Regions from separate parts of the Zea mays genome. Here region 2 is linked to region 1. Evidence: chromatin contacts called from public Hi-C data. All regions are on one chromosome and are shown on one strand. Each heading gives the region's core, a stretch centred on a gene start, on an enhancer-like site or on the middle of the called end of the contact. The rest is flanking DNA. Distances are from core to core; before and after follow the strand shown. Region 1 overlaps LOC100275773. Region 2 holds the start of LOC100276605 (Non-structural maintenance of chromosomes element 4 homolog A).

Region 1 (2,707 bases), core at 94-2,593:
TGTACTGTTACCTACTTTTTTACAGATTCATTTGGGTATATTCCCTTTGCTGCGAGTTGGAGGTACTAATTAGGATGTAATCTCCAAGCCTACTCATTTTTTTTGGCCCTTGATAACGTCCACGAGTATGTAATAGGGACTGGTGAATCATACGTTGTAAACATTTCTTCATCCCGTTTTGCTAAATGGCTCGTCATGTCAACCCTCTATTGGATCAACTGTATTGTGCTCATCCTTATAGACATGCTTGTTTGCAACTTTTTTCGTTGGTCAAGGTTTTGCCACTCTCAGGACGATTATTGTCAGAATTTATTTGCAACATGTTTTGGCCCAGTTGTTATCTCAGCATATTAGCTTTTATTTGACGAACTTCTCGTTGAAATTAAAAATGATGTTTTATTAAAATAGTTTTTTTTTGAACTTTTTCAAAAACTACCTATATACTGGATCTAAGATTTTTCATTTTTTTTTAAAAAAAATGAAGCAGTCAAAACCACATGAATCAACTAGGATATAACTTACGGTAAGTTCTCCGACGTGGATCGATACGGACCAGTTAGTATCTATCGTTTTGGCTCTAACGAGATCGATATGGACCAGTTTGGCTTTTAATGTTGCTGATGATACCGACCGGCCGGCTGAATGGACGTCGGATTAAAATAATCGGCTCCGACGGTCGACGTGGGCTCCGTCACGTAACGTAAACGACGGTTGGAAGTCGACCAGCTAGCCCCTCCTTATTTAAAACCAGGCTGCATACTCTTTATTTTGTGGCGCAGAGAGGTGGGTCAGTCACATCCCATATATATATATGTATGCCGTGCCGGGCTGCATGCAATTATTGTGCGGTGATGTACGAAGAGCGCATACATATGCATGCATCCATCCATCCATCCACCATCCACGTCTGCGCTCTGCGCTGCGCGTCGTGTTGTGTTGTTCCGCTTCCGTATGGGCTGCTGTTTCGGCTGCTAGTTCTAGCTGACCGCGACACGCCCGGCTCGTGTTTCATGCATCTCTTGTACGTTCCGGCTGGTCCCCGCCGCACAGGCACAGGGCTGGCCCGGCCGGCCGGCGCTAGCAGTTCGCGTACTGCCGCCGAGAGAGCCTTGTGTTGCGCATGGGCGGGCGTCGTGTGACATGCACGCGAGTCGTTCCAACGAGCAATTGACAAGTGCAGTGCAGTGCATGAGGCATCCCACGCGGGGAAATCCGCGTCCGCCCAATGGGCGAGCCAGCCAGCTAGGGATAAGGTTTGGGGATGGGTGTGGGCCGTGCATCGCCTCCCCGTTTGTCCTCTCCGCCCGCGTCAGCTCCTCAGCTCCTCCGATCTGTCTACAAGCGGGCCCAGCGCCGTGTCGCCACTCCACACGCCACGTGCCCACGTGCATGGATGGGCCTGCCCAAACCTTATCATGCACTGTCCAGGAACGGGCGCCACTTGGACAGTGATCGAACGCTCCAATTGAAGCCGGATCCCTTGGAATTTCCATATACTTCCCCTCCTTGCTTGCTTGAAAGTGCTATTTCTATGTCCACCAAACCAGTCCTTGTGTTAGTGTTGAACATCATCAAAAATGTCGGACGGTCCAACTATAGAGAATTTGTTAGCTGTCGACTAAAAACAGGTCCAGCCCTATATATATATATATATACTGTATTTATATATTACACCTGGGTGCATTCAATATAGAGAATGCGCCCAGGCCGAACCTATGTGCCAGGTTCGAGCCAACCGTCTCACCCAGGCCGGTTTCGTCCCTCCCGCACGCTCCGGACAGAACCTTTTCATTTTCCCGCCCCCGCCCCTCTTTCTCCGTGAACGGCTCCTCCGCGAACGGCTCAACCTCATCACATAAGTTGCAATCACACCAGACTTGCAGTTGCAATTATACCAGACAGCAGTTGCAATCATTGTTTTGTTTAACAGATTTTTGGACATAGTTATATAGAAGTTGCAATCACACCAGACCAGCAGTTGCAATTACACCAGGCAGCAGTTGCAATCATTGTTTGTTTAACAGATTTTTGGACATAGTTATATAGAAGTTGCAATCACACCAGATCAGAAGTTGCAATTACACCAGACAGCAGTTGCAATTATTGTTTGTTTAACATATTTTTGGACATAGTTATATAGAAGTTGCAATCACAACAGACCCACAGTTGTAATTACACCAGACCAGTAGTTGCAATCTTGTTTGTTTAACAGATTTTTGGACATAGTTATATAGAAGTTGCAATCACACCAGACCAGCAGTTGCAATTACACCAGACCAGCAGTTGCAATCATATTTTTTAACAAAATTTCTCAGAGTTATTCAGTACTTGCAATCACATAAGAGCAACTCAGCAGTTGCATCCACACTACACCAGCAGTTGCAATTACAACACACCATTGGTTGCAATCATTTTGTTTATATTTTTTAACAGATATTTGAGTAAAATTATACAACAGTTGCAATCACACATAATGCGGGCTTGCAATCCCACCTAATGCGGGGGACAGGGAGGCACGCAGACATAGAGGCGCGCGGCGGCGCGGGGACAGGGAGGCGCGCGGCGGCGCGAGGACAGGGAGGCGCTCGGCGGCGGTGGGATCTAGGTTTAGAGGATCGGAGGAAGAAGGAGGAGACGACGGCGGCGCGGGGATAGGGATGCGCGCGGCGGCGGCGGGGAGGCGCGCGAAACAGGACTTACGCCTGGG
Region 2 (2,707 bases), core at 116-2,615, 210 kb after region 1:
CCAAGCGGAAATTTATACGGAGGCCTTATACGAAAATTTGAGTCTGCTATTTTTTCAACTTTTAAATAATATCTGAAAAATAAAAGAAGTTAAAGATTTACACAATTTTATTCAAAATGATATGACTGTAGACGTTGTTACATTATTTTATGAGTCATAAAATTATACAAATTATGTAATATAACTCTACATTTGTTTTGACTTTTGAGAGAGTATTTTTACTTTTAATTTGTCAAACTAGCATAAACCTTAAAATGCATAGTAAACCAAATCTAAATATATTAGAGCAAATCTTCTGAAAACAAAGTTCAGCAAACTAAACTAGGATTAAACAATGTAGGTTATTAGGGTCGGCCCTCCGGTGGATAGAATTAAGCAACGCGACAGGCACAGGTGTACAACACCTTCAGTCCTTCCCACGTCAATTTTAGTATTTGTCATTAAGCAGACTGTTGCGCGATATCGAAGAGATGATTGATAGAAAATAAAAGAGACGCAACAAAAGAATGAGAATAAAAATTTATCGTATATGTATTTGGATATAAGATAGATAAACGGGGGCCCTACGGACCTTGGGGGCCCTGAGCGGTGGCATACCCTGCACACCCTCAGGGCCGGCCCTGCAGGCGGCGTGTCAGGCTATTCCCGTTGGCCAACAGTATACCTACGTCGTGGCATGCGCCGCACCCATCATGACTCGCGCGTTACCGAGGGCGCTGCAGCAAGATATCTATACTGAACGCATTACGGATATCAAGGTGCACGGAGATTACATGGGTCGGGCAAGCAGTAGTTCCATCCTTCCATTTGTCTCTGGGCCCACTTGTCGGGGCTCAGAACCCTTGTACATGCCCCCTTTGAACTATAAAAGGGGAGGCATGCAGATAGGCTCACTTAGACCCAAGTGATTCTAGGCAACTCAAACTCTCAAGCAATACATCACACGGTGGAGTAGGGTATTACGCTCTGGCGGCCCGAACCACTCTAAATCCTTGTGTGTTCTTGTGTTCTTCCCATTTTCCAACTAACGAGCAAAACGCTTAGGCCCCTCCTCATCTTAGGATTTATAGCGGATGCACTCCGCCACTCGGCCGGAGATTTTCTCTCCGACAGTGTGAAATTAACTTTTTAAGTTTAATTAACAGATAACAATGTGTATTATGACACTATAAATATTGTACTATTTTTTAACTTTAAAAATTGATGTATAAAAATCAAATATCACACTTATAAAATATAAAGGGACTGAATAGGAGGAATTGTTGGAGAGGAGGTCAAAGAGGAGGAATAAAAGATATATTTAAAAATGAATAGAAGATACAAATAGCGGGAGATGAGAGGGAGACATTTAAAAATGAAAAGAAGGCACAAATACGGAGAGACGAGAGGGGTAATTGTTGAAATCGGTAACTATAGGAGCGGGTCGCCGCAATGCGCACGGCAGCCCTCTTCCTCGGGAAGATTTCAAATCCCCGCGGCCTCTTCCATCTTCTGCTCGGCACGGCACTCCGGCTGCCCGAAAAATTTCGCACATCCCAGATTCCCGCCCGCTCTGGTTCGCGCCCTCGTCTGGTTCCCTTGCCAACCCGGTCATTCAACGTCGCAGCCACCCCGCGCGGCTAGGGCTGGGACTCGAGGCCTAGGGTTTGGCTGTAAGTTTGGTAACACGATGGCGGGGGCCGCGGGGGAGAGCAGCGGCGAGCGGCAGGGGACGGTGGAGCGGCGGATGCTGCGGTCGCGGTACCACGCCGTGAAGAACATCATCAGCGGTAGGCGGCCTCTCGCGCTCTCTCTTGTCTTGTCCGCTCCGGCTCGACCGGGTTTGGGTCCATTTCGGGTTTGGGGTGTGGTTTTGACCTCTGAGGGAGTCTTGTTTGTGCGCAGATGAGCGGGATGAGATGTCGAGGGCGGATTCGGACAGGTTCACAGCCATCATCCAGCAGGTGGATTGCCTACACGAGCTCGGTAAGCATCGTCTCTCTGTTGCTTGTGAACGACTGCGTTTTTTTTCCATTTCAGAAAGCAAGTGTGTTGAACTTTGAAGAGTCGTGAGGTGAAAAACTTTTGCTTGGACTTGCTGCATGATTTTCGATTTAGGAATTGTTTTTACCATTTCAATGGTGTGCCTGGTTACTGTAAAAATGTTTTCTGGGGTGTTTGCAGCATGTTTTAGGAACAATAACATCAGAAGTAGGGTACAAAATGGCTTCAATTGAATGGAACTGCTTTCTTTGGACTTCTTTTTAATTGTTAACAAGCTCAGTTTCCGCTAGCCCACAAGTTGTTTGCTTTTGTTCCTTTCAATAGTGCCCCACTCAATCTGAATGCTTTGGTAGCTTACGTGGGACCAAGATTAACCAGCTTACAGATAGATTCACTCTAGACCTTCAAAATGCATGTTCCCTAATCAAGAATAGCTGTTGATATTCACGCTGAATTTGAAATATTTGGATATTTGTGAACTCATTTGTCAGTCTGTTATCTTGGTGATGGTATTGTATTATTCATATTCCTATTTCAAATCTACTAGATGCCATTTTGTTGCAAATACTTAATTGAGCGTCAGTATATAGCAATAGCAGAGAACTGTTAAGTATAATCTATAGACTTTGATGCCTCTCTTAGATGTGTAATCTAGCATAAATATTTTTTACAACAACTTATCTTAATATTCTTCTGTTAGTTTTAGATAGATTTATAAAATACA

What was found. Hi-C and Micro-C count contacts between places; a contact is called where the count stands out from the background.
Region 2: a contact with region 1 is called in a Hi-C map of ear, with 2.3 times the contacts expected there. The contact joins the promoter of LOC100276605 here to the enhancer-like site in region 1. A contact is called at or near these places in 2 of 25 Hi-C or Micro-C datasets (ear and tassel).

What each region holds. Positions count from the first base shown.
Region 1 is chr4:242,058,093-242,060,799 of Zm-B73-REFERENCE-NAM-5.0, forward strand. It overlaps LOC100275773, which reads left to right. Exons shown (of 9, transcript NM_001350156.1): 9 at 1-215. Among protein-coding and RNA genes, the nearest start is that of LOC111591414, 15 kb to the left of the region's middle. Within about 2 kb of position 1,344, at least 19 of the 20 cell types and tissues checked have an H3K27ac peak or open chromatin away from gene starts, as enhancers often do. A contact at or near this core is called in ear and tassel, where this site is marked.
Region 2 is chr4:242,272,335-242,275,041 of Zm-B73-REFERENCE-NAM-5.0, forward strand. It overlaps LOC100276605 (Non-structural maintenance of chromosomes element 4 homolog A), which reads left to right and starts at 1,366. Exons shown (of 7, transcript NM_001150354.2): 1 at 1,366-1,769; 2 at 1,885-1,965. The coding sequence starts at 1,670.